Regions from separate parts of the Mus musculus genome. Here regions 1, 2, 3, 4, 6 and 7 are each linked to region 5. The links are chromatin contacts, called in public HiChIP or PLAC-seq and promoter capture Hi-C maps. All regions are on one chromosome and are shown on one strand. Each heading gives the region's core, a stretch centred on a gene start, on an enhancer-like site or on the middle of the called end of the contact. The rest is flanking DNA. Distances are from core to core; before and after follow the strand shown.

The links. Promoter capture Hi-C pulls out the DNA fragments that hold promoters and counts their contacts. HiChIP or PLAC-seq counts read pairs in DNA pulled down with a chosen protein or histone mark.
Region 1: an H3K4me3 HiChIP or PLAC-seq map of embryonic basal ganglia shows a contact between it and region 5, with 7 times the contacts expected there. The contact joins the enhancer-like site here to the promoter of Sec61b in region 5. A contact is called at or near these places in 7 of 39 promoter capture datasets (the C10 cell line, the HPC-7 cell line, HPC-7-derived erythroid cells and 4 more) and 10 of 115 datasets of contacts at active chromatin or transcription factors (the 230-238 cell line, craniofacial prominence, embryonic basal ganglia and 6 more).
Region 2: a contact with region 5 is called in an H3K4me3 HiChIP or PLAC-seq map of neural progenitor cells, with 9 times the contacts expected there. The contact joins the enhancer-like site here to the promoter of Sec61b in region 5. A contact is called at or near these places in 10 of 39 promoter capture datasets (cranial neural crest, embryonic stem cells, frontonasal cranial neural crest and 5 more), 25 of 115 datasets of contacts at active chromatin or transcription factors (the 230-238 cell line, Th17 cells, acute myeloid leukemia and 16 more) and 3 of 9 other capture datasets (embryonic stem cells, liver and macrophages).
Region 3: a promoter capture Hi-C map of pre-B cells shows a contact between it and region 5. The contact joins the promoter of Tex10 here to the promoter of Sec61b in region 5. A contact is called at or near these places in 21 of 39 promoter capture datasets (the 3T3-L1 cell line, 3T3-L1-derived adipocytes, the C10 cell line and 14 more), 9 of 484 Hi-C or Micro-C datasets (CD4 T cells, CD8 T cells, the G1E-ER4 cell line and 5 more), 18 of 115 datasets of contacts at active chromatin or transcription factors (the 230-238 cell line, T-cell acute lymphoblastic leukemia, astrocytes and 13 more) and 3 of 9 other capture datasets (adipose tissue, embryonic stem cells and liver).
Region 4: a contact with region 5 is called in a promoter capture Hi-C map of pre-B cells, with 4 times the contacts expected there. The contact joins the enhancer-like site here to the promoter of Sec61b in region 5. A contact is called at or near these places in 14 of 39 promoter capture datasets (3T3-L1-derived adipocytes, the C10 cell line, the HPC-7 cell line and 10 more), 15 of 115 datasets of contacts at active chromatin or transcription factors (the 230-238 cell line, astrocytes, bone marrow-derived macrophages and 9 more) and 2 of 9 other capture datasets (adipose tissue and liver).
Region 6: a contact with region 5 is called in an H3K4me3 HiChIP or PLAC-seq map of bone marrow-derived macrophages, with 7 times the contacts expected there. The contact joins the enhancer-like site here to the promoter of Sec61b in region 5. A contact is called at or near these places in 14 of 39 promoter capture datasets (the 3T3-L1 cell line, the C10 cell line, the HPC-7 cell line and 10 more), 9 of 115 datasets of contacts at active chromatin or transcription factors (bone marrow-derived macrophages, differentiating embryonic stem cells, embryonic basal ganglia and 6 more) and 1 of 9 other capture datasets (liver).
Region 7: a contact with region 5 is called in a promoter capture Hi-C map of hematopoietic stem and progenitor cells, with 3 times the contacts expected there. The contact joins the enhancer-like site here to the promoter of Sec61b in region 5. A contact is called at or near these places in 11 of 39 promoter capture datasets (the 3T3-L1 cell line, 3T3-L1-derived adipocytes, the C10 cell line and 8 more), 1 of 484 Hi-C or Micro-C datasets (palatal mesenchyme), 13 of 115 datasets of contacts at active chromatin or transcription factors (acute myeloid leukemia, bone marrow-derived macrophages, cardiomyocytes and 8 more) and 2 of 9 other capture datasets (embryonic stem cells and liver).

The regions. Positions count from the first base shown.
Region 1 is chr4:48,333,423-48,337,279 of GRCm38.p6, forward strand. The region is part of intron 3 of Invs (inversin); the gene reads left to right. Among named protein-coding and RNA genes, the nearest start is that of Invs, 56 kb to the left of the region's middle. Within about 2 kb of position 1,844, at least 15 of the 459 cell types and tissues checked have an H3K27ac peak or open chromatin away from gene starts, as enhancers often do. A contact at or near this core is called in embryonic basal ganglia, where this site is marked.
Region 2 is chr4:48,406,579-48,410,500 of GRCm38.p6, forward strand. It overlaps Invs (inversin), which reads left to right. Exons shown (of 17, transcript NM_010569.4): 12 at 1,020-1,232. Among named protein-coding and RNA genes, the nearest start is that of Tex10, 65 kb to the right of the region's middle. Within about 2 kb of position 2,648, at least 9 of the 459 cell types and tissues checked have an H3K27ac peak or open chromatin away from gene starts, as enhancers often do. A contact at or near this core is called in neural progenitor cells, where this site is marked.
Region 3 is chr4:48,471,821-48,475,590 of GRCm38.p6, forward strand. Tex10 (testis expressed gene 10) reads right to left here and starts at 1,643. Exons shown (of 15, transcript NM_001355740.1): 1 at 1,446-1,643.
Region 4 is chr4:48,252,226-48,256,094 of GRCm38.p6, forward strand. The region is part of intron 1 of Erp44 (endoplasmic reticulum protein 44); the gene reads right to left. Among named protein-coding and RNA genes, the nearest start is that of Erp44, 25 kb to the right of the region's middle. Within about 2 kb of position 1,261, at least 20 of the 459 cell types and tissues checked have an H3K27ac peak or open chromatin away from gene starts, as enhancers often do. A contact at or near this core is called in pre-B cells, where this site is marked.
Region 5 is chr4:47,473,017-47,476,655 of GRCm38.p6, forward strand. Sec61b (Sec61 beta subunit) reads left to right here and starts at 1,645. Exons shown (of 4, transcript NM_024171.2): 1 at 1,645-1,737; 2 at 1,896-1,993. The coding sequence starts at 1,735. Alg2 (asparagine-linked glycosylation 2 (alpha-1,3-mannosyltransferase)) reads right to left here and starts at 1,351. Exons shown (of 2, transcript NM_019998.3): 1 at 923-1,351. The coding sequence starts at 1,270.
Region 6 is chr4:48,107,552-48,111,373 of GRCm38.p6, forward strand. No RefSeq gene overlaps it. Among named protein-coding and RNA genes, the nearest start is that of Stx17, 15 kb to the right of the region's middle. Within about 2 kb of position 1,285, at least 33 of the 459 cell types and tissues checked have an H3K27ac peak or open chromatin away from gene starts, as enhancers often do. A contact at or near this core is called in bone marrow-derived macrophages, where this site is marked.
Region 7 is chr4:48,146,575-48,150,461 of GRCm38.p6, forward strand. All of the region lies in intron 3 of Stx17 (syntaxin 17), which reads left to right. Among named protein-coding and RNA genes, the nearest start is that of Stx17, 24 kb to the left of the region's middle. Within about 2 kb of position 2,562, at least 5 of the 459 cell types and tissues checked have an H3K27ac peak or open chromatin away from gene starts, as enhancers often do. A contact at or near this core is called in hematopoietic stem and progenitor cells, where this site is marked.

The DNA of each region.
Region 1 (3,857 bases), core at 594-3,093, 860 kb after region 5:
AATGGGATGGGAGGTTTAAGCATTTTTAAAAGAACTACTACCAGGAATTCAGCTTAGTTAACGTATATTGAGTTCCCATTTCCTGCTTGCCTGTATAAGACAGAAATCTACCAATAAATCTCATTAGCACTACATTCTAGTTTTATATAGAATTCAGCCACCTTTTCTAATATTTTAAATTTCTTGATTTTTATTTCATGTGCATTGGTGTTTTGCCTGCAGGTATGTATTTGTGGGGGTGTTGAAGCCTCTGGAACTGGAGTTACAGACAGTTGTCAACTGAGATATGAGTGTTGGGAATTGAACCCAGAAGCTCTGGAAAAGCAGCCAGTGCTCTTAACCACTGAGCCATCTCTCCAACCCAGCACATTTTTCAGCATAGCATTTCTACCACTTTTCATTCTAGCTATTATGCTGTGCTGCAGTGTTACAGCTTTCTCTTTACGTTGATTATGATAAACTCTTAACTGGTCTCTTGGTTTCTGCTCTAGCTCCTTCAAACTGTGGCCAGTAAATCACCCAGAGCAATCCTTTATAAGCTAAGTCAAGTCATTCCTCTGTGTCTTGCCCTATGAGAGACACCCATCTTGGAGCAAAAGTCCAGGTACAACTGTTCCTCCATATCTGTGGGTTGTGAATCTTTAGATGCTCTCAAACGTGAGGAGAGAAATTGCATGAAAATGTAAAGATTTTTTCTTATCCCAATTCTCCATAAATAAGTAAAACAACTTTAAAATTTAAAGTGTAATAGCTGTTGTAAATAATCTAGAGATGATTTCAAGTATATGTAGGCTATCTACTAATATTATAGAATTTAGCATAACAGACTTGAGTATCTGTGGATCTCAGTGTCTGCTGGTGTCCTGGAGCCAATCCCATGGAAACCACTGTTATTTCTATTGCCCGTAAATCCTAACATGTTAGGAATTCTGTTGTTTCCATGACCTTGTTCTCTCCTTAAGCCAGTATGACTTTGGTGTTTCCTCTAACGGTCAAGGACAATTCTAGCATTTGCTGTCTGTCTAGCAGCTACGCTGGTCCTATAGGGATCTTCGTGCTAAACTCAGTCATTCTCGTTAGTTTTTTTTTTACAGAGGTCTCTTTGCCAATAAACCTGCCATATCCTATCTAATAGCCCTCTTCACCTCAATTGTTCTTGTTATTCTCCCACCTTAGGTTTACCTCGGCACTGAACACTACCTAAACTAAAATTTGGTCTGTTTACTTCCCGTGTGTATGCTCTTCTCCTTCCATTGGATTGTAGCAAGTGCCCGTGAACTTATGGAGTACGTTGTACTCACTACTTCATCTTGTTGACTAGAACAAGTATACAGTTGATACTGAAACATATTTGTTGAATGAATAAATAATACTTCCACAGTTGCAGCTTTATTATTTTCCCCAGTAGTTTAGCATCTTTACATTATACACATATTTTCCATAAAATATATAATGGCATTCTAGTTGTCTAATAACACAACATTTCCTAACGAAGTGAGGTCTCTGCTTTGCTAGCTGGATTTTCTCATACAAACCTCCATCCCCACCCCAGTGACTCCTGATTGTTCTTCATAGAATACTTCCTCTCTTGAGACCACAAATTTCTTTTTCTTTGCTCTCTGCCACCCTATGCTTTCCTGGTTAGATAGCCACAGACTGTCCCTTTGTGCTGCCTTTCCCTGGGAAGTGAATCAGTGCAGCCTAGTGGCAAGCAGAGGACTGAACATTTGCATCTTCAGAATGTTTGTATTGACAAATGGCAGTCAGTTATTGACATTTATGTCCCTTGGTGATACTTCAATTGGCTTATCTTTGCTGGTCAAATGCCTTAATTGTTCTGGCCTTTAATTCAGTCAAAGTCAGAGCTAGAGCAGAGGGGAAGGGGAAGGAGCCAGTCTAACAGGGCATCAAGCTTGAGCAGGGAGGCTGCTGGCAACGATCAGCCTGTCATAATGTTATGATTTGTTCATTTTTATACCATTTATTAGCCTTTACTTGTTGTGCCATTTGGCCTCCAGGGCAGATAAAGTGCTGTCTAATTTGGTAGGTTTGCTTCTGTCAGAGCAGCCTCGACAGGGAAGGTGTTAGCCGCAGTGACAAATAATCAATAGCCGTCCTTGTCATGAGGAACGGGAGCAGTCGGGCCTTTCATCTAGAGGATTAGAGGTCTAATTGGATTGAGAATAGGGAGGGTGGGCTGTTGGGTAACCCTGTCAGCCTTGTGAAGCTGTCAAATGTCAGCCCTATTCACGGTGAAGGGAATAAGGAACCATGTGCTCTCAGAATTGAGGAGGAAGGCATGTAAAAGCCCTTTATACAAAGGAATAGATACTGAAGTTGACTTCGCTAGCTTGTCCTCTCTTTTTATTTAATTAGGGATCTCTTTGGATAATAAATCTGAATAACCCAGATGATATTTTAAACCTGGATGCATAACAATGCATGCACATCACTAAATAAATCTAGGTTGGATCTTTTTGTTTTGGACAGTGTTAGACTGTAAACCATTTAAAATGGGACTTTATAAATTGTCATCTCATGGCCAGTATTAACAAATGATGGGCATTTTTACATTAATATTAGGACAATGAGACATTAAAAGGATAGATGAGTTAATAATAAAACAAGTTATTTTTATCTATAGTCATTTAGAAATGTGAAACTTCATGAAGCAAGGACTTTCATTTATTCCTACATGAGACACCCTAAAGAATTGGGACTCAGGAATGGGCTAAATTGCTTCTTCAAAGGAATGCCAGATTTTTTTTCTTTCCTTAGAAAAGTAGAACACACCAACAGTACTGGATTTGACATACCAGTGATATCATATGTAATTCAAGGTCTTCTTTTATACACATATATCTTAATGTGTCTTCAAGATACTCTCAAGGAGAAAGAATGAATAGTTTAATATCTACAGATTGTTGAATAATAAGCAGAAAGCATGGAGATGTTGGACAAGCAACAGACAATAATAGACAATAATAGAGAGCAATGAGTGGACTGAAAAATTTATTGAAGGGTTAGATTTAAAACTTAAAGATCTAAAGGGAGAATATTTACTGCTAACTGACCACTACCCTTCTGATCACCCAATTCAAATACCTACCATATATACATATATAACCATCTCATGAATCTTCTTTCCCTAATGTTTATCATCTAGAACAATGGCAAAAAGTTTGAACCACTGGAAGTCAGAAACTTATATGTACAGTGTCATTTACCTATAGCAGTAACCTGCACACTACAACACATTTATTTCTGCACTGCTTACAATAGCCAGGTCATAGACTTCAACATATGTGCCCATCACTGGATGATGGCTGAACAAACTGCGATATAAACACAGACACAGACACACACAGACACACACACATTATTCAGGCATGAAGAATTGGATGTTTTCTCTCATGTGAAATGTGGGTGATAGAGAATGAAAGTAAAGCCGGGCAGTGGTGGTGGACGCCTTTAATCCCAGCACTTGGGAGGCAAAGGCAGGAGGATTTCTGAGTTCAAGGCCAGCCTGGTCTACAAAGTGAGTTCCAGGATAGCCAGGGCTACACAGAGAAACTCTGTCTCGAAAAACCAAAAAAAAAAAAAAAAAAAAAAAAAAAAAAAAAAAAAAAATCAAAGTAAATGGAGTAGCAGGGATATGGATGGGGAAAGTGGAGGATGAGGGCAATAGGAAAGGATTACAGGTCATCATTGTGATCAGAGGACATTATATTTACATATATGGAAGTGTCCTAACAAAAATCTCTATATTTATATAGTTAAAAACATGTATGATACCTGGTGCATACTAAGGCTCTGCTAAGGCTCTGCTTCTTTCTGAGTGCTTTAGGCAGGTTGTT
Region 2 (3,922 bases), core at 1,398-3,897, 930 kb after region 5:
TCAGGGGTTCAGTCTGTTTCAAGGCAGGAGCATGGCAGTGTCCAGGCAGACATGGTGCTGGAAGAGCCGAGAGTTCTACATCTTCATTTGCAGGCTGTTAGGGGAAGACTGACTTCCAGGGAACTAGGACTAGGGTATTAAAGCCCATGCCCACAGTGACACACCTACTCCAACAGGCGCAAGCATACACAAACCACAGGCTACATAGAGAAATCCTGCTTCAAAAACAAGTAAACAAAAAAGTCTCTTTTACCCAGGTGGCTACCAACACCATTCAGTCCACAATTCAGCTCCCCGCAGTGACTTGTAGTAGGGACCCTCTGTGTCATGGAGTCAGTCTCCCCTATCTGAAAACAGGCTTCTTTTTGTAAGCATTAATTATAGTAATTACAGAAAAGTAATTTGGAGAATGTTTTCAGACAGATGTAGGGAATCACTTGGCACAAGACAAAAAGAGAAGTGTTTATGTGTTCCCATAGCTGCTACCTCAACGTTTCTCAACCTATGGCTCTCTACCCTTTTTGGGCCAAACAACCCTTTTACAGGGGTTGCAGAGCAGATGTCCTGTATATCATGTATTTACATTGTGATTCACAATAGTAGCAAAATTACAGTTAATGAGGTAGCAACAGAACGAATTTCATGGTTGGGGGTCACCACAACTTGAGAAACTGTACTAGAGGGTCACAATATGAGGAAGGTTGAGAACCACTGCTCTAACTTGTGAGCCAGCTCCAAGAGCTCAGCCGCACAAAGGCTGAATCCGCAACCTCCTGTTTTGTATTCCTTAGAGAAAGAAGGTGAACACATCAGGCTTTGCCTGGGAAATAGCCAGTGGTAAAATGAGGGGTTTCTCTTCGTAGCACTGGCTGTCCTGGAACTCACTCTGTAGGCTGGTGGAACTAAAGGTGTGTGGCGCCACCTCCTGGCTGAATAAGGGTACTGCTAGGTGCTAATGTGTCCGCTCTACTGTGCCTTGAATCACAATCCATTCCAAATCAGTCTTCCTTTAACCTTAGGTACACACCCCTTGATTATGCATTGCTTGGTGAGCGCCATGAGGTGATCCAGTTCATGCTGGAACATGGTGCCCTGTCCATCGCAGCTATACAAGACATCGCTGCCTTCAAAATCCAAGCAGTCTACAAAGGATACAAGGTCAGAAAAGCCTTCCGAGACCGGAAGAACCTCCTCATGAAGCACGAACAGCTGAGGAAAGACGCTGCAGCCAAGTAAGTGTGAGCCACCGAGATCGCTCGCTCTAAGCTGAGAAGGGAAGCTGGGTGGGCGTGGGAGGGAGGGGCCAGAGCTCGGAATGGACCAACGCTGTCACCTTCTTGCTCTGCCCTCTATCTTAAGAGGACTTAAGGAAGGACGACCCAGCAACGAGTAGGCTACCAATAGAGAACTCATCTTCTTGCCCCTCCTGGCATGTGGGCAAGTAAGTGTGTGTGTGTGTGTGTGTGTGTGTGTGTGTGTGTGTGTGTGTGTCTGTGTGTGTCTGTGTGTGTCTGTGTGTCTGTGTGTGTGTCTGTGTGTGCGTGCTCATGCGCTGATTGACAGGTGTGTAATGTAGCATGTGCAGTCTCTCCTCCCCACCCCTAGACTCCTTATGTAGAATAGGTAGGCCTTGAACTCACAGAGAACCGCCTGCCTCTGCCTCGGGTGTGCCCGTGCTGCTTGTTTTTTAACATAAGCCGCACAATAATGGATTGAGACGGCAGTACAGCAGGGGCACCCTAACAATAGAGCAAGGGAACGCTACAAGCAGTGCGCTCGCATTCCCTCTCAAAATCGCCTGTGCACTGTTTTCAAACCTTTCATCTGAAGAAAGCCCTTTTTGACAGATCTGAATTTTTGGCATTTCTGCTCCTGTACTTCAGAGGCATTGTTAAGTGTGAAGGTTGTTTGAACACAGCACTATCGCGCCACAGCTGTGATCCTCAAAATGACATTGCTCTGAATGGCACAACATTTAAAACTGGTTATTCCTAGAGTTTTCTATTTACTATTTTAGACCCAGGTTCACAATGGGAAACAGAAACTAAAGAAAATACAAGTGTACCATGGGCTGCTGTATTTCCTCCTGCTGATGGTTCCATATACCTCAGCTAATGTCAGAATCCTTCAGAATCCAGTCAGCTCTCCAGAGGCCCCGTGGCTGACATTGTAAGGGACATATTCTGCATCATTGGTACAGACGGGAGATGAACTCTTTCCTGTCCCTGGGTTCCCAGCAGAGTGAGAGGAGTAGGAGAGTAGGAAGACTGGATGCACAGCCAGCCTGTGAGATTTACTGTGATGGCCTGATCAAAGACAGTGTCCTCTCTGGGAGACTGCCTGATCTGGGGGCACTCTCCAGGTCTGTGGAGACCCAAGTCTGCACCGGAAGCCCCTTTGTCTCCCAAAGGGACCACAAGTTTGGATGAACGTACTGTTGAGTTAGTGCAGAGCTGGAGACTGAGAACTGACTTGTGCCATGTCCTGTACTTGTCACAGGATGGGGCTGCACCATCCGCACCCTGAAGCAGCATTGTGCTTTCCAGCGCTATCTTTTCCTAACTCGTATTTCAGTATCCTGTGCCAGGGGCTGGAAACAGCAAGGAGATTTAGAGAACGCCAGACCAACCTCCCTCCTTGTTATTCCAGTGAGGTCCTCCACAAAAGAAGAAAGCGCCTCTTTGTTTTTAGTGTTAGCTTCTGAAGCTAACATTTGGGAACTCTTAAATGGCAGCTGGGCTTGCTTGTGATCATACTGCAACTTAAACTTGGAAAGCTGCAGCTCCTCCTGCTCTTCCTCATGCACAGACAGACAGACAGACAGACAGCCCTTTACTGTGCCAGTGCTGAAAGTAGAGTCCAAAGTTTCCAGCCCTCGCCTCCCTCACTCATCCTTTGTAAACCCCACCTCCGCACTCATCACTGTATAGACCCACCTCCGCACTCATCACTGTATAGACCCACCTCCGCACTCATCACTGTATAGACCCACCTCCGCACTCATCACTGTATAGACCCACCTCCGCACTCATCACTGTATAGACCCACCTCCGCACTCATCACTAAGTAGACCCCAGGTGAAGCTCTTGGAGACTGCTCTCAATTGTCTCACTTAACTCTCGGATGTTATTGCTTAAAGACCTAGTCATTGTTTAATTTGTCTTCAAGATTTTGCTTTAAGAACTAAACCCCAGAATTCTGCTGCTGCATCTTTGATGAAGGTGTGCCAGGCACGTGGCATTATCTCAATGTCCTTTTCTCATTTAACCATGTTTGGACATCAGGAATCACCTTTGTAAAGTAAGCAATTGAAAGGGACCCATTAAACATGACGGAAAGTGATCTCTAATTCCTGTTGGAGAAGTTGGGAGAAACAAGATTAGATATATTTTCTAAGAGATATTTTTTAAAGTCCTATTTAAGAAATACCCATACTTACTTAAAAGCACTCTATAGCTCTTAGGCACTGCTTCTATTGCAGCCAGAATAAGCACAGTGTAATTTACCTGCCAGAGCACAGAGTGGAGGTCAGGCTTCGGCAGAACTTGTTTATGTCAATCGCTTGTCTTCCTGGGAGCCTCCCGTTTACAGGATTTTACTTCATTCTCATCTCTCTTGCTCTTCCTTCCTCTGTCTTGGGAATTACACCATCTCCACAGTGAGCTCACCCCTACTCTTCAGACCTCTACAGGTGCTATCTTATTTCCTACTGGAAGTGTACCCAGTCTTAAAAATTAAACTAGAGCCAGCACACAGGTGCACGTTGAGTTCCAACTCCTTTGGAGGGATGCAGAAGGGCCACATGAATTCAGGGCTGTTGCCCTAGCCCTCGACCCCTCTGGGCGGTCCTTGTGGATAGGAAATAAGATGGGGAGTCAACAGCACAGACTCTGGGAGTCAGGTGAGTTTGCAGAAGCAGACT
Region 3 (3,770 bases), core at 393-2,892, 1.0 Mb after region 5:
TAAAAAAAAAAACTATTTCTAGAATCGGTGTGATTCTTATCCAAACATATTTTCTACTGTGGTTATGTATCTATAAGCCAAGGTACAGTTACCAGATTTTACCAGATTAAATAAGTAATTGCCCTGTCCATGCTTACCATACCCAGAGCTGTAAGCTGACAGTTGTTTCAAGCACACATGCATGTGTTAGTCAGCCTCAGGACCAACACCTACCAAACATACAAGCCTCACACACCCAGAAAGCCCCGGGACTCATCCCTTTTAATACAAAGCTGGTTTTTACCTATTAAGCAAGCATACTCTGTAAGTTTTTTCTTACAATTTTATCAGTAGTGTTTCCAGAGATAAAAGAAAACGGTTCACAAGAAAGAAAAATTGACCCTGTGACATCTTGCATTATCCTCTAGGCACTCTTTCACGTGTGATGATGGGTCGGTCGGTCTGTCTCTAGCAATCTACATCAGACCTCATTCTCAGTAAGTTGTGCCGTATCACTTCAAGTACACTCTCATCAGTCTGCTAGGAAAATTATGAGGGCTAATAACTTTTAAATCTCGACAATTATTTACAGAAACATACTGACAATTTTTTTCCCACTAGGAACTTGGTTAAAGTTCCATTAGATGCTGCTATTATTTCCATTTAAAGATTTTCGTAACACTGGAAGTCAAATAGCTCTACTAGACTAGACCACTTTTACAGCAGTAGATAGTACAAGGAAGCTAACTCCAGCCTCGGAGCCTGAGCTCTCACTGGACTTGATCACCTTTTTGGTAAGCTTGAAAACTCACATACACATACACATACACATACACATGCCTGCTGCAGGTCAGTCTTAATGCTAACCTGAGCGGAAGAAAGACTGCAACTTAAGCAGACTCCCAAGTAGTTTGCCCTGCGGCCAGCCCATTACCTTTCCTCCTTATTTCCAACTATTCCCGCTCTCCAAAAGAAAGGAAGAAATCAAGGAGAGAAAGTAAGCATTGCAGCAGTTGGCCTACGGTGATTCTCTCCAACCCTTCGCGTCTCCAAAGTTCCCCAAATTCGAGGGGGCAGAAAGAGAGGGTCCTCCGTCAAGGGGAGGGGGAGGAGGGCAGCGATCAGATCCGCCCGCCCGTTTTCGAGCTCGCACACCAAAAATGGAAACTCCGTTTGTCTTTTTTTTTTTTTTTCCCAAAGAAAAACCATGGTTCCTATACCTCAGTGGACGTCGAGTGGAGTCTCTGGCCCGACCCCCACACGCCGGCCTAACACCCGCCGAGCCTCCGAATCGGACCGCGGCCGCTTGAGGCGTTTCGGAAGCCCCTCGGCCGGCTCTCACGCTCGGGGTGGGGGGACAGCTAGGACCCCGGCCGCCCTACCCGCCGCCACAGTCCGTCCCTCCGCCTGGGCCTCGCGTGTCCGCGCCCCAGAAGAGCCGTGCAGGACAGACAGACGCCGCTCACCTGAGAGCCCGGACGGACCCGGAACGCGGAGACGCGGCGGAGAGCGAGCGACCGTCAAGCCCCGCAGGAGCACGCCGTGAACCGCCGGCCGCAGGCTTTCCGCTCGCTCCCAGAGCGTGTTTTCAAATCGCCTCGTCCTCACGCGGACGCGTCTCCTTCCGCCGCCCGGAAGTGGGGGCCCTCCCTCGCCGCGCTCACGTGACCGCAGGTCGCAATCGCGCGCAGCCGGAGGGCGGGTCCAGATTTGCACGCCACGCCCCCTCTAAGAGGGGCTGCGCCGGAAGCTGGAGGAAAGAGAGGAGGGTCTAGGGTCCAGCAAGCCGAGTCAGGTCTTCCAGCATCCTTGGCTTGGAGGATGTTGGCTGGTTACAGCTTGAAAGGCGGTCTTCTCCCCCCAAGGACTTCAGTTCTTCAAACCTGGAGCTAGAGAAAAGTATAAACTGAGCTTAATTGAGGAAGGAAAAAGTTTCGGACAGCAAAGATAGCATTTCTGGGAAGGGTAACCTGGACTAAAGGCAAATAGACAAATGCTAAGAGGTTACAAACTATACCTTGTGGCAGAGTCCCGGAAACCTAGGACAGGGTTTTCCCCAATTCAACATTTTCAGCATATAATTAACTTCTACTAATCAAAGTAAGTGGATTTAGAGAAATTTGAGACATTAAAATGCCTACAAAGAAGATGTGAAGAAAGAAATCTTGAAAACAAAACCATCTAAAGATTGACTTAGCCACATATAAGGAAAAGCATACAGATAGAGTGTCAGCCTAGAGTCAAATTTGTCTTTGCAGCTTCCTACATATAAGAACTAGAAAAGCCTAATACCTTATATTGAGGTTCAATATACGAAGTAGGGATAAAACGATAATAACTAAATTCAGGAGACCCAAGCATCAGAATTAAGGTCACACCTCCTCTGTGTTAATGAATAAAGAATAAAGCCAAAAAGCCACCACACAGACAACCTCCCCTCCCCCACCGCACCTGCCTTGGGAGTTGATGACATTATATGTAAAACTATAAAATAAAAAAAAAATTATAAAGGCTTATGCCACCTAGATATGCCCCCTAAACTCCAAAATGCTACCAGCTTATTCAGAACTTCTCCCTTCAGCTTTGCAATGTATATCTATCTCAGTATCAACAAGGACTAAAAGATAACTCTGCACATCCATTCTGAAATATTTTCCTACAACCTCTTCACCTTAAATAGCATCCCATCCTGCCAGTTACTCAAGCCAAACCTTAAAAGCTGGCATCTTTCTGAGACCATGTGGCTTCTAACCCAGGAGAAAAACCAGCTGGCTCTGACTTCCACTATTAATCACCATCTCCCTGGCTACCTTCAAGGTCCACATCACCCCGATCAGAGGAAAGAGCCGGGAACACATTTCTCTCCATCTTAGACCCCATACAGTCTAACATTTGCAGAGCAGTTCTCGGAATATTTTTTTATATATGGCAAAGCATGTCACTATAAAACTCTTCGGTGGTTCCCCATGTCACTTACCCCCCCAAATCTAGAGTCCTTCTGATGGCCTCAAATCCTACCATATTGGAACAGTCCTTTGCAGTCCTCTGAGCACTGTTTTGCTATGTTCCCTTTTCTCTCTGTTCCTGTGACCTTCACTTCTTTGCTCTCCTTAAATACAAGAGACGTGTACCCCTTTATCTTTCTAGTTAGACCTTTTCTTTATATTCCTATCTGCCTGAAGTACACAACCCAGTAAATCCACTGGACAAATTTCCCTCACTTGAATTTGCTCAAACATCTTCTACCTTCAAGGTATGCCTATCCTGGTGGCCTGAATTAAAAATCATAACATATTGTCCTACATATAGACATTTCCTTCCTCTGCTCAACATTTTTCTTTCTTAGGGTGTACCACCTTCTAATGTACTGTATAATTTACATACCGCTTACTACCTGTCCCCCTCACTCACCACTAAAATATATGTTTCATGTTGCACCTCTGTTTGGTTCAGTCTATATCCTAAATACCTAAAATAGTGTATGGAGCATAGTAGGCCCACAATAAATATCAACAAAACACATGCTATTTGGTAATGTTCAGCCATAGTTCTTTTGTTTCCTATTTTGGTGTAGAACAGAGATTATAGACTCAGAGAAAAGCAGGCCTGGTGGCTTTGTGTGTGGCTAATATAAATATTAATGGTGTGGGAAAAAAAAAAAGCAGTCACTTTCGAACAATGGGCAATATTTACCCTGAAGGAATGCAGAGCAAAATTAAACCCCCAGAAATGTTTATAAGAAATCTAGTCTTTAAATATGGGTAGTGTTCTTTGGATTTGAAGTTGGTCCC
Region 4 (3,869 bases), core at 11-2,510, 780 kb after region 5:
GCTTTGGCATGGTTTCCAGATGTTCCAGCACACAGACGACCCAATAAAATATACCGCAGAGTATGATGACTCCAGTTAATAATAATATACTTGAAAACTAATAAGTAATTAGATTACAAATATTCACATCACAAAAATATGGTCTATAAGGTGATGGATATTAGCTTGATTTAATAATTTTATTATATAGATATATATCAAAACATTGCAGTGTAAACTGTAAACACATATCATCTCTATACCTTAATGAAGCTGAAGGAGAATAAACAGGATCATCAGTAAATTATTTCCAAAACCACAACAGCTACTTCACACTAGTCAGTTAAAAAAAAAGAAACCCAACAGCTACATTAGCCATCTGTAAGGTAAGAGAAAATGGTATGGTAGTTTTGGGGTCCAGAGCTAATAAAATATTATTCAGAAGTAGTTATCAAATATCCTTTCTGTTAGAGAGAATCACATTCATGGATGCGTTTTTTTAGGCTTTAAGTGGCTCACTAGAACATCTTATAACCAGTGGGTTAAGAAAACAAGAAGCATTTCTGATGCATGTATTTGTTTAAAGCCCAACATGTTAGAACCTTACTGTTCAGTGTGGCCCTTGCCCTTGAAGCGTTGCTATCACCTGAGACTCTGTGAGCTTTCAGCCCAGGCCTAAGGAATACAAACCTTCATATTTAATATGATGATTTAATAATAATAGATGATTCCTATGCACACTGAAGCTTACAATGCACTGCTTTAGAGAGGATTTACTCTAGTGACAAGCATATAAAGTCACTTAAAACTACAAAATTTATGGTCCTCAAATATGAAGATAATCAAGTTTGTGATAATTTTACAGTGACATGTAGATTGCTTGACTTTAAAAAATGGAAACTGTAATTTTGTTTGAAATGTACATTTTATTTTTGTAAAGTAGCCTTTTCCTTAAAAAATGTGCAAAGAATTTCTATATAAAATCACTAGCATAAACAGCTTGAAAGGAAAATGTTTTCTTCCCTGTGGCATTGCTGCTGTTAGTGGGCATTCTGTCCATCAAAGCATTCTGTAGTAATAGCTTAGAGTATTTTTCTTAGCTTTCAGTTGCTTGTCTTTTTGTATGAGATTCTCCTATAGGAAAAAATAAGTGATGTATCAAGCAATTGCTCTTCTCCATTTGTAATCCATTCTGACAGACAGCCTACCACCTCAAGTCCCAAAGCTGCTTCTTATCCCTGGAGGCCACTTCTCTGCCTGTAATGTCAGCACACTCTTACTTTCAGTTTTGCATTAAGCTGGTGGACAACAAAAGCATAATAGGTGTGCAGTTGGCTGTAAGGAGCTAGATGTTGAAAGGCCCCTGGAGAAAAGAAGCTGGAGCTGATGAAAACTTAGTGCCTTGAAGTTGGATACCAATCAAGGCACATCTCACAGTTTGTATTCTCAAGAGCAATATAATGAACTAGTAGAAGTTCAAAGAGAAAGGAAAACAGGACAAAGTGTCTAAGCCTGAGAAGCTATTTTGAACTCTAAACTTGCTCAGTTGTTTTCTTGTAGTATGGAAGAAACCTACTTTGGTACCATCAGAAGCAATATGCATTTATGAACAAGCATCAGAACAATAGAAGCATTTTTCATCAACTGAAAACACATGCAGACATTAGGAAAGGTAGGTTCTTTAATTCCCTTTCCCCTTCCAACATACCCAAACTGAGAGATCAGTAAAATGATCTCTAATCTCAAACTATGACAGTAAAACAGACATGGGCAAATACAAAGAAATAAAAGTTGCTATACTTTATACTTTTTGCTATTGTTTGATCATACATGGATTTCCAATAAAAACTGATGTTCTGTTATTTGTCTTCAGTATGTCTAAATATGGAATGAACTAAATTACAGGGAATGTTCTTAGTATAAAAGGATTTTCATGGCTGGAAATAAGATCCTTAATGTGTGGAAAGGATTACTTTCTGAAAAATCACATTTGCTCTTCTAGAACCCAAACTTTGAGCAACTAACAAAGACTAGGAATTTGGAGAAAAGTCAAGACCACAACTTCATTCTTTTCCTATACACACCCTGGAACCTGGAGATAGCAGTGGTGATAGGAGATAATGTTCAATGTATGGTGGCCTCCCAATTACTATACAGCACTGTTCCTTCGAGTTATAGTCTTGAAAAATATTTGCACATATATGCCAAAAGAAAATTATGACTGTTCTTTGAGTCACACTGTATTTTCCACTCAACATGCCTGATTTAAAAAAAAAAAAAAGTTCCCATAAAAGTGTTTCAGTTTGGATCTTATATGATCCCCAAAGGCCATAAAGGTTTGTTGGACAGCCTGTAGCTCCACTGGGAGGTAGAAGAACTTCACACAAGGATGTGATGGAAAGAAGTTAGGTCAAGGAGTCTGAGAGTATTGGCCCCTCCCATATCTTTTGTTACTCAGCCACCATGATGAGCTCAACAATATACACTGCTGCTGAAGGCAAGAAAGCCAACCAATTAGAGACTAAAACATCTGAAACAGGGAGCCAAAAGAAATCTGTTTGACACAATTCAATAAGACGTACAACGTGTACTACAAACCCTATGACTCTATTATCACATGGACCTAAGTATTAATCCACTTCTTATCAAACTTGGGTTTTCATAACATATCAATAAATATTACACTGTAAAACTGTGCCCTTAGCTTTCTAAGAAGTCCTTTTCTTCCTGCCCTGCATTCTATCTTGTTAAGTAAATGAGTCCCAGGTTTTTTACTGCTCATATTTCGTTTTTTTTATCACATTCCTTTTATAGATATGTATGTTTTCAGAAAAGACAAGTTAAATTTTACTTTATGCTTTAACATAAAAAGTTACACTAGATCAGTTAAATTTGTTATGGTCACTGACACGATAGGCACGTTTAGTTTTATTTCTGCCATTTTTCTTTAATTTTATTGTTTTAAAAATGACTTTCCAAAGCAAACTAGGTTTTTGTTTTGAAAGGTAGTTTGACACCCAGGAAGCGTTAGTTCTCTTAGAACAGTGATCATGATAATGAGATCTTCTACTCCTCCATACATGTATGTCCCTCTGCACATGCTTTCATATGCATTAGTATCCACATACTTTCCAAGGATGTTTACTGGATGGAGGGTGAAGTCCACAACTCATCATACTATGGCCTCAATTAAACTTCTTTCTTTCTTTTTCAATAATGCGCTACTTGAACGACCTGGCTCAGCTTTGCTACTCACTTCAGCCACAGAACTAATCACAGAAACTAGCCACAGAACCTAACCTACACAGTGTTCCCCGCCTGTGCTGATGGAAATCTCCTTAGGTAGGTAGCAACTCTTTTTAAAAGAGAAGCAGAATGTAGACAGGCATACAGCAAGCTTTGACTGTCTCAATGCTTCCATGCCTATTGGTTCTCTTTCATGGTGGTTTTGAATATGCTTGGCCCAAGGGGTAGCACTATTAGGAGGTGTGGCCGGGGAAGGGCTTTGAGACCCTCATTCTAGCCGCCTGGAAGTATGTCTTCTAGTAACCTTCAGATCAAGATGTAGAACTCTCAGCTTACCTGGATGGTGCTATGTTCCTGCCTTGATGATAATGAACTGAACCTCTGAACCTGTAAGCCAGCCCCAATTAAATGTTGCCTTGGTCATGGTGTCTGGTCACAGCAGTAAATCCCTAACTAAGACAGCCATGAACTTGAATAAAGGGTGGGTAGATACATTTTTGGTAAGCTGTCCATGATAGGCTTGTAATTAACATATAGAGTAGAAAGGTGAGTTTATTCAGTTTTGTAAGTCAAAACCACAATGGACTGAATTTCCTTATAAGGTCTCTGACACAGCAACCAAAAAGTAAAGAGCAGTGGAAGAG
Region 5 (3,639 bases), core at 395-2,894:
GAACAAAAGCAAAAAGTCCAACAGCAGGTAAACTGGATCCCAGCTGTGTACATATAAGATGTAGCAGGAAACAGACACATATACTACCAGGGCCACACATCACTTCTGGAAGGATGCAGAAGACACTGTTGACAATGGCTCGCCCTCTCAAGGATGGGGACAGGGAATTTTTACATTATACTTCCTATTTGAACTTTTACTCCTGAGTAAATGTTACTTCTTAATTAAAAAAAAAAAAACACTGAGGACTGAGGGTTGGCTCCAGGAATGTTGGGTATGGCAGTGCACACCTGTCCAAAAGTCTAGCTCAATCTTTCAGTTCCAGGTTCAGTGAGAGAGCCTGACTCCAATGTTCAGGTGAATATTAGCTGACCTCTGGTTTTGATATGCAAGCTCAGACACTTGTATAGACAAAATAACTGGATTTTTCTCCAAAGACCAATGGGGACCCTAATGGGGAAACGATATGTTTAGCTTGACTTTAATCCGTGGCACTGCTAAGTACTGGAATGGCAGTATTAGAAAGACTGGAAGGGTGGGATGGATGGGACCTGAAAGCAGAGACAAAGGAATAACGGAGAAGAAAGAAGAGTAAATTGAGTCACATACAAGGTGTGGCCGGAAGTCGTCTTTTAATGCCAGCAACCACCTGGATCCAATCATTTTAGTCCCAAGGCTAAACATTTAAAATGCAGACACATAAGCCCTACCTCAAGGATCTTCAACGAAAGGAAGGGGGCGGGGGAGAGATGTCCCTGAGATCTGCCATTTTAAAGGGTCTATCCATACTAAAATTGGTGGCCGTTCTCTCCCTGGGGACTCCTGCTGGACAGTTCCTAAAAACCTAGAACAGCGGTCCCTCCCCCCCTCTCGGCGCCGCCCCCCCCCCCCCCCCCCAGCCAAGAATTGGTGGCGGCCTCACCTGGTCGCACACCACCACGTCGAACTCCTCGCCGGAGAGAAACAGCACGTAGAGCGCCAGAAAGACCATGCGCACGTAGGAGCAGATGGCGGCGCCGCGGCCGCCCCAGCCCAGGCTGCGAGGCAGCCAGTCCCCTGCGCATTGCACCGAGAGCTCGCGGGTCTCGATGAAGCAGTGGTTCGGGTCGTAGTGCGCGGTCCATATCTTCACATCACAGCCGTACTCCTGCAGCGCCAGCGCCGCGTCCAGCACTAGGCGCTCGGCTCCGCCTATACCCATGTCTGGGTGCAGAAACAGCACAGATGGGCTGTAAACCCGGGAACGGGCTCGGTACAGGTTTTCGGCCATGGTAGATGAGCCGCGCTTGCGCTCTCCGCGCGAGCTTCTGCAAGCTCCTGCAAGCTCCGCCCCTGGCCCCCTCTGGCTACTGAAAGCCGAGCCAGCGCAACTACGCCTGCGTTAGTTTAGGCCACATCAGCGATAAGCTTGTGGGCGCTAAGAAAATGCCTGACTCAATTTCTCATGTGGACCTGTCCAAAGCTTGCAATTTGGTGATGTTTGACCATATTAAGCACGCTAAATAAATTACATAAAAGAAGCGAAAGGGCTGTACTTTCACACGGCCCAGTTGTTGTCGGCGTAATCTTTACAGGCATATCTCAGGACAGCCCAGTCATCCAAGAGTCTGCGAAGGCCCTGCCAGCCGGCCGGGGGGCGGTGCCAGAGCCTGTATCTACGAGAGTTCTGAGTGCTCGGCAACTTCACGACTTCCCTCTTCCTGCCTCCTGTGCCCACCGTTCTTAGGCATCAGCATGGTGCGCGGTCCCCGCTTCCATGGGGTGCACTAGCCCCTATCTTGGTCTTCCTTTCTGGGACCTCATTGCTCTTCCCAGCTTCTCGGGTGGGTGTGGGGTCGGGGGTGTGAAGAGGATTTGACCCGCGATGTTCACTGTTTGTCTGCTTCCCTCTGCAGCCGGGTCCAACGCCCAGTGGCACCAACGTGGGCTCCTCTGGCCGCTCTCCCAGCAAAGCGGTGGCCGCACGGGCTGCGGGATCCACTGTTCGGCAGAGGTAAGTGGCTGGGGGCTTGCGGGGGACGCCCGGTTATGGCTGGAGGAGGCTAGGTACCCAGGGTTGCATTGCATTGCTGGAAGGAGGAGTTCCAGGATGGAAAGATTAATAGGGGCCGAGTGAGCCCGAGCTGACGTGGCCATCTAGTTAGTTAAAGGCCCTTTAGGAGGGAGGCATGGTTTTCCTCTCCTTGATCAGCTGCACGCACCACTTTAGTTAAAGGTAAATTAGACTAGGATCAGGAATAACTTTAGGAAAAGCGTTGGCATAAAGCTGGTGTGTCTGAGGCTTTACCTTTCAGTCTTCCATATGGAGGTCCCATACACACTCAGTTTAACAAAATGTGTCTTACACAGTCTGTCACCCTGGTTCCCCATCCCAGCTGTGTGTGTGTCTTTCTTTTTAAGTCTATTTTGTGTATGTGTGTGTATTGCACGCACCTGTGTGTGTGTGTGTGTGTGTGTATGTATGTGTGTGTGTGCGCGCGCGCATCTCTTTCTTGCCTGGTGTCCTTGGAGGTCACCTGAAACTGCAGTTATGAATGATTGTGAGCTACCATATGAGTACTGGGGACCGATTTGGGGTTCTCTGCAGGAGCAACAGGTATTCTTAACCTCTCAGCCACTTTTCCAGCTTCAGGGTCTCCTTATTTTTAAATGTCACTGCTTATTTATAGAAATCTAGAAACTCCAGTTATTTATCTTTTTTAATTTGGTGTGTCTTCTCTGTACAGTCATATGCCATATTTCATAGGAAGACCTCACTACTTTTTTTCCTCCATTTCTGTCCCCCCAGTTTAGCCCTCAACTTCTTCTGCTTTGAATTTACACCACTATTCACCCTCCAGTTGCTCTTCCACTTAGGTTCTCTGTAAGTTTCTGGTGGTGCCTGTTAAAAAAGGCTTTCAGAGGGATTCCACGCCTCTCCTTTCTCCCTCCTGTGAGCCAGCAATTCTGAGCTTACTACCATTTCTTTCCTTTTCTTTTCTTTTTTTTTTTTTTTTAGTTAGTTAGTTTCTTTTTAGACATTCCCACACAACCTAGGGTTGAACTCAGATCATCCTTCCTTCACCTCCTATGTGCTAGGATTGTAGTTGTAATAGGATACTACTATTTACATCTGCATGTTCATCTCCTCTGCTTTGACAGAACACCTGCCCAAGCCCTCTTCCTTAGCTCTTGCCTTAAATCATGCCACAAGAAAATGTTGACTGAAGGAATCAGTCAGCCGTATTGTTGTGTTTGTTGAACTACTAGTAAAGGTTTTTGTAGAGAGGAGTAGACTTTGAAAACGCAAAGGAGCGCTTTAAAACCACCCTTAACAATGTGAAGAGGAAGGCTTGAGGATATAGCGGGGAGATAGCTCGGGAATAGAGAGCTTGCTTAGCACGTGTAAGGCCGCAGGCTTGATCACTAGCACAACCAACAAAACACAACACATCAGCAGAAGAGGACGTGAAGGACTTGTTGACTGCAGTATGAAAATCTAAATCTGCAGTCTGAACGAGGTGGCTTGAACATGTGTGCATCAGATTGCAGCTTGGAGGAGGAACTTGTAATAGAACTGTTAGGACTGGTAAGATGACCCCGAGGGACCGTGAACGTCCTGTTACTAAGATGTGCAAGGAAAGGATATTGTGCTATGGT
Region 6 (3,822 bases), core at 35-2,534, 630 kb after region 5:
GAAGAGCAGATTTTGTGAGGATAATCCTTTTGGTCAACTGTGGAAATTCAATCTTCCTCAGATGAATGATATTATTACTGAACCTTTGTCTTATCTGGACCTTGGGGAATTCTTTTCACATCCCTCAACAGCTAAAATAAATGCAGAGTCATAGAAGTCCTGCTCTGTTTGCGAGCCTAATAGCACAGCATTTCTTTGGAAGATCAGTTGGGATGGGTTAGGGGTGTACACCTATAATCCTATCACTCAAGAAGCTGAAGCAGGAGAATCATAAATTCTAGACCGGACTGGACTAAACAGCAAGATCCTGTCTCAATATCAACAACAACAAAATTAGACTAGGGAAATTAATCTGGGTGATAGGTAAGGGGAAAAAATTCCCAACAGATAGATTGGAATAGGTACAAACCATGTTGGGAATTTGAGAAACAATGGAAGCAGACCCTGCTTCCAGGAACCATGGAGGCAGGATGGAGAACAGAGAGAAGTAAGACAAACCAATGAAGTCCACACAAGAAAACAAGTTTCCACGATGAATAACCAATCCTAATTATGGGATAATGAATTTTTTTCCCACTGAAGGAGATTATTGACTGAGACAAAATATTTGTTGTGAGTGTGTACAAACATGGAGTGTTCTGACATACTTGACTGTGCCGGCTCAAATGGGGGAGAATATGGTTCGTAGACCCTGGTGATGCTGATATCTCAAAATCATATGATGATTTCCATTAATGCCTGTTATAAAGGTGTTATAATGGGTTTACCACATTCATTGTTTATTATGTTAAGCTAGTTTTTTTTTTTAAAGAATGGGTAATTTTCTTTTATTTATTTATTTATTAATATGTAAGTACACTGTAGCTGACTTCAGACACTCCAGAAAAGGGCGTCAGATCTCGTTACGGATGGTTGTGAGCCACCATATGGTTGTTAGGATTTGAACTCATGACCTTTGGAAGAGCAGCCAGTGCTCTTACCTGCTGAGCCATCTCACCAGCCCACCAGTTTTTTTTTTTTTTTTTTTTTGATGTTCTGTCTTTTATTTATATACTAAGTATCCATTGTCTTCATTTTATGTTGTCTCGGGACCTAGAGTCTTCTGAGTTTGTCAAACTATTTTGCCATCAACTCTTGGAACATTCTAGCACCAGGTGGCAGCAAAATCTGAGAGCTGAGATAAAATCCTTGGCAGGGAAGTAAACACCCAATGAGAATCTACTTCAGCCTTTAGGATGGTCAATAGGGAACTGAAAATCTATTACTTCCTTATTGCCTTTGTTTATGTTCAGCTATTTTTCTCTCCTCACCCCCACCTCCCAACCCCATTTCCTTTTCTACCCCTCTCACTCTCCTGTTCCTCGTGCCCCATCTCATTTAGTGATGCAGTTTTCTAAGCTGTGTATAAACCCACATCTCCCCTCACCCTGCTCCAACCCCTTACACTCTTGTAGACAGAGAGAAAAAGCTAAGTAGCCCTGTGCACTCTGCTGAAAACTAGGTACGCAAGAGCAAGGACTGAGATAGCTAGGTTCAGAGAGGGAGCAGCATAAGCCAAATTGGAATCTTAAGAAGATCTAAGATCTAAAGAAATAAGTACTAGGCTCTGTCCAAATAGAATCTGAAGCGAAGTAAGGTCGAGTGCTGTAGAAACACCAATTCCACAAAACCGGAAGCCCAACCACATTCAGGCAGCAGCAAACAAAGAAGAGTTGTAAAGCAAGAACTCTTGAGAAAACTGACAGTGATGTATCAATACATGAAGCCATGGTGCTCGGGTTATTGTGAGTCAGCGTATAGACAGAGAAGCAGTTACACTCACGTTGTTTGTACACACTCACAACAAATATTTTGTCTCAGTCAATAATCTCCTTCAGTGGGAAAAAAATTCATTATCCCATAATTAGGATTGGTTATTCATCGTGGAAGCTTGTTTTCTTGTGTGGACTTCATTGGTTTGTTTTACTTCTCCGTTCTACCCAGAATGACCAACTGACAGAGTGCTAGGAACCTTGGCTGGCTTTCCCCTGCACTTGTTGGGTGATCCACAGTGGCTGTCTGTGAGTCTGAGGCAGCTCCTGGGTCAGATGGGAGTACAAAAGCTAATGGAGCCTTGCCTGCAGACACGGCGGTGATTCGAATGGCAGGTCCAATTTGCTCGTACTTGAAAAGCTCTGCCTTAGTTCACTTCAGATTCTATCTGGACAGAGCCTAGTACTTAAGCTGTCAACCTGGATAGAGATGCATACTTTTTAAATACAAAATCATTTTAAGGTCCATCAAATGGATTTTTTAAGTTGGGGAATAACTCAAAATTGCCAAGCAACTTCATTTTCAGGTGCATTCTTAATCACGACATGGCTCCAAATAGGATTTTTTCAATAATTATGTTTTGCAAGCATCTTTAAAAATTGGTATAGAAGCATTTAGGCGCTTTTCAATCCTTTTCCCTGGTTGTTTTAAAAGGTCCAGGATTCAGTCTTTGGAACATGTATCAAACTCTCAAATTAGAAGCCACAGTTTCAAGAATCCCTAAGAGGTCTGGAGAGGGGTCTATTGTGATCTCTCTTTATTCCAGAAGCTTTCTACACAGCTGCATATTTCATTGTGTCGCGTAAAAATGGATTTTCGTGTCATACACTTAGAGCGGAAACAACGGTCTTTGTTCTGAGCAGAATTTCAGAAGAGTCACAGGTGTCAGCAGGTAGGAGGAGTCCAGGTTTTGCTCTTAGAAAGAGAAGGCACACTGTGGTCAGTAACTGCTTCTTAGGGATTACTGTTAATGACTGGCCTCACAAACCAAAAGGTGGACAGGTCTTCACCAAGTAGGAGTTTATGGACACCTAGCCCAGTGATGTAGTCAGAGTAACTGGGGAGAAGGGTTTGGAGTCTCTAAAGAGGCCTTGAAGGAGGCCTGGCATGATTCCAGAGTCTATACCATAGGAACCAGATTTACTGACATAAGACACCGCCCTACTTGCTGTGATACGCACTAGTAGGTTCTGATACACAAAACAGGAAGCACATCTGTTGTTCATGTGAGTGGCACTTGGATCCTCTGATAAAGAAAGTTTTCATCTATGGACAGAGCTACACAGAAAACCAATTATTACCAGAAGTCTGCTGCACATAAGCATACACTGAGCGCAAGGAGAGCCAGCAGCACATAAGTCTTTAATAGCTTTGTCTCTGATCCAGCTCCATGTGCTTGTCTCCATAAGGAACAAGACAGATTAAAGCCCTCTTTTGTTTCCTTATCTGGGCTTGAGTTAATGGAGTTTTCTGATTCTGGTGTTTTAGACTCAATTTCAACTTGATTTTCATTTCCTTCTGAAGCGAATGGAAGTGTAATAGGAACTCAAAAGAGACACATGCACAGAGAACTGTCTCAAGATCTGAGAAGAAAGCAGAGCCCTTAACTACATTTATTACATGACTTCAAATGTTCCTAGACCAGGAGAAACTACCCCAACAGTGTTCAATATGCAGCCAGTTATCCCCCAAGACATTGGCAATATCACTGGAGAAGAAGAGGGGCTTTTTCTCAGAAACAAAGAGATGTTCTGATGTTCCAAACAGGACAATGAATCAAACCTGGAAAGACAGGAAAATGAGTCCGAGGTAAACCTCCACACTTCACTGAGTACAAAGTTCCTACTTTACTCCCAGTGCTTGGCCACAGTAGGCTACTGGGTACTTTCTAGCCTAGGCTTTGTGCAGCAGGCTAACTAACCTTCTGCCTCGCAGGATTTAAGGGTAAGCTCATATTTAAAACAGAAAATTAGTTTGATGATCCTTTTTTTAAAGTTTAAAAAAAAACTT
Region 7 (3,887 bases), core at 1,312-3,811, 670 kb after region 5:
TTAAAGCTTGCTTCTCTTATTATGCCCCCCATTGCTCTAATGTGTGGCTATTTCTGAAGATTTATTTTATTTTTATAAGACGAGGTCTCCTGCATAGACTGGCCTAGAGCTTTCTATGTGGCTGAAAATGGCTGTGAATCCCTGATCCTCCCGCCTCTACCTCTGAGAGCTGGGATTACAGGAACACTCCAGCACACTGGTTTATGGCATGCTGGTATTGAACCAGCTATTTAGGGTTTGGCGTTCCTATCCTCTGCTCTGACTGTTAGAAGAACAGAAGTACTCAACCATCTACCATTTCTTCACTGTCACAGTAGACACTATAAGCAAAGGAAAAGAAAATCCCCTTCTTGTCCATCTTGTCTTTGGGAGAGTGGCAGCTGGAAAGAATAGAGAGGGCATTGCACATGCCACTCAAGTACTCTACTACAAAGCTATATCCCCAGCCCAAAATGTATATTTTTAATGATTTGCAGTTGCCCATATGTGTGGGATGTAATTTTTTTCGATTAATTTATTTTTATACATATGGGTGTTTTGTCTGTATGTATGTCTGCACACTGTATGCATACTGTCCTCTTAGATGCCAGAAGTTGGACCCCCTGCAGCTGGAGTTAAAGAGTTGTGAGCCGCCCTGTGGGTGCTGAGAACTGAGAACTGCAAGAGTATAAAGTGCTCTTATTCTCTGAGCCATTTCTTCAGCCCTAGGTGTGATGGTTTTTAATGTAGCTGTACTGAGGCTGTGCTGCAGCCAGGCACTTCTGTCACATCAGCCCTTTGTCAGGTTGCTGTGGTGAGAACATTCACAGTCCTCTAGCTGTTTGCACACATACTCCGAAGTGCGGTTAAGTGTAGTTCTCCTGATGCACGGTAGCACCAGAACCCACTCCTGCAGAACTGTGGTTTTGTGCATACTGAACAACCTCGCAACCCTTTCGTCTTCACCTCTCCAGATTCTGGTAACAATTATTGTATGCTGAGCATCTGTGAGAGCAGCCATTTTAGATTCTGATATAAATGAGATCATCTGGCATTGTTCCTTCTGTGCCTGGCATAGTGTCCTCCAGGTTCATCCACATTATTGCAAAGGAAAGATTTTTGTTATTTTTTTTCTTGGATGAATAGTTTTCAATTGTATGTATGTGTATCTACCACCAGATTTTCATTACCTGCTTACCACTAGTGAACACTTAAGTCAGTTTTGTTGTTGTTGTTGTTGTTGTTTTTCTCCCCCTTCGCTCAGGGTCCCACTTGCTCCAGGCATGTGGTTACTGGGATTTGAACTCATGGCCTCTGGAAGAGCAGTCAGTGCTCTTAAACCACAGAACCATCTCACCAGGCCTTAAGTCTGCTTTGTATTTTGGCTATGCAAGCAATGCTGTGATACTCATGGAAATAAAGATAAAAGCTGCTTTGATAATGACTTTATTTCCTTTGGATGCATGCTTCAAAGTGGGACTGCTGGATCATAGGGCGATCATTTTTGTCTGTGGGAACCTCCATACCATTTTTCATAATGGCTACACTAATTTAGAATCCCACACAAAGAATGTCTAATAGTTCTCCTTTCTCTACATCCTTATTAGCATTTGTTATTTTTTAAGGTAGATTTTCTTAAGTAAATAAATATCTAGTATAGTTGATGGTTACACTTGCCATGAGGAAAAGTAAAGCCACTTACAGGGATCAAAAATCCTAGTGATGACCTTTTATATCAGCAGTGCTTGTGGATAGCAGTGTAGGGAAGCCATGAAGCAACTGCAGGCATAAACTGGTAATAGAATTCTCCAGGCATGGGGAAAATGTGATGTGAAGACTGTGGTGGGAGGATGTTTGGCATGTCCACCAGGTGCTAAGGAAGTCGTGTGGCTTGTGTGAGTAAGGAGGATGCAGGAGATGAAGTCAGATTCCAGCTGGGTCAAACCATAGGAGGCCCTGTAGGAGACAGGAACTCAGAGCTGGGAGGAAAGCTCTGGAAGGTTCTGAGCATATAGTGGCCTGAGACAACCTAAAGACACCTCTTGTGAATTATAACAATGAAAGTCTAGAATGGGCATGGATAGGCATAGATGAAGAAGACAGCTAGTGTAACCATTGAAATACTGTTTGTTAGACAAGTTTCTGTGTGGCTTCTACTGGTGAGAAGTGACCAGATGTCTGCTCACTGATACAGAGAACAATCGACCAAAGAAGTGGTGCCACTAACATCTAACTTAGTGGACCAGTGAGCTTATTACTAAGTTACTTACAGGAGTATGGACGAGTTGAAGGCCGCTGCATCCCTAAAAACAATCCACTTCAACTTGGGCCACAACCTACAGAAGATGAATCCCTGGAGTTCCCTGACCGTAAGGCACCATGATAGTCAGAGAAGCCCGTCTATCCAGCAGTAGACCTTGTAGGAAGGACCTTGTAGCTCTTCTCAGTTTCAAGAACTTCCGCAGACCTGTGAGTTGTTTACTTCCTGAGCCTTTTAGTTCTGTTAACTTCCTGTTAACAAGCCTCTTTCCAGGACAGAGTATTTTAATTTGGGAGACATTGTACAACATCAGTGCAGGTACACACCATACCCCTTCCCCACATCAGTTACTCCAGGGGCCTAATGGGGCCTGACTGTTGTTAGCTGCTATCTTTGTAACTCTACTAGACGATTCTTACCCGCAGTGTAATAGAAGAAGGAGCTGCTTGATAGCAACACTAACATGGAGCATGTTTAGAAAAAAATTATACATGCATGTCCTTTAAACACATAGAAACATTTAAAATTGTAAGGTATTATAACAAACACCATGCGTTTACCACACATCTATGCCAGTTCCTCATATTTGTCACAGTTCCTTCCTTTTCCTGTCTCAAGGAAGCTGTTAGTTCTAGTAAAGCTCAGTGCGCCTTCCTCCATCCCACTTCCCATCCCCCACTGCATCTGAATGAAATCTTTGCCTGACTTAGGTATAACTGAATATAAGCAATTAGTTTTATATTTCACTGCCTCTTTCTCAAATAATTTTCTTGTTGTATTAACTGCAATACCATAGAGTATACATATTTAAAGTATCTAATCTTTATGTTTTTCCTGTGTCTGTTAATGATAAAGCTATCCCCATAATCAGGGACATGCATACTTGATCACTCCAAACAGCTTCTCTCTGCGCTCTGAAGCCCTGCGCCCTCATGGTCTCTCTCTGCCACATCCTTCTGTTCTCTTACCTGGCCCACTAACTGGTTTTCTACTGCTACCCATTAGAGGATATAGTTCTTAGAATTTTATATAACCTATACAGTATATGATAACATAATCATACAACATAAAATCCAGTTTCTTTCACTCTGTGTGTGAATATTGTGAAGTTTATCCCTCTTGTTCTATGTATCCATATTTAATTTCTTTTTATTATTGAATAGCATTGTATTCTATGAATATAGCATAGTTTATCTGTTCACCTGTTAGTGGCCATTTGGTTTGTTTATTGCTTTGTCTGTTATAAATAAAGCTGCTGGGGACATTGTGGTATGGGCAGAGGGTTTACTTTATTTGGCTAAATAACCTAGGGACAAAATAATGGCACAGTTACTACTTAACTTTTAAAGAAACTGCCTGTTTCTCAAAACACTTGTTCTATTTTATTCCCACCTAGTTTTCATGTCCTTATAGACAATTTATCAGGTTGGTATTTTTAATTTTAGCTACCTTAGAATGTTGGTAATCTGTCTTATAACTTTATTCATTTGCTCAAAGAATAGTTAATAATTTGCTTTTTTGTCTGTTTTTGCTTTGAGTCAGGGCCTGGCTGTGTTGCTGGTGATGGTCTCTAATTCCTGTTCCTCCTACCTTACCCTCCCTAGTGCTGAGGTACAGCCTACGCCTCTACACCCAGCTGTTTCCACAT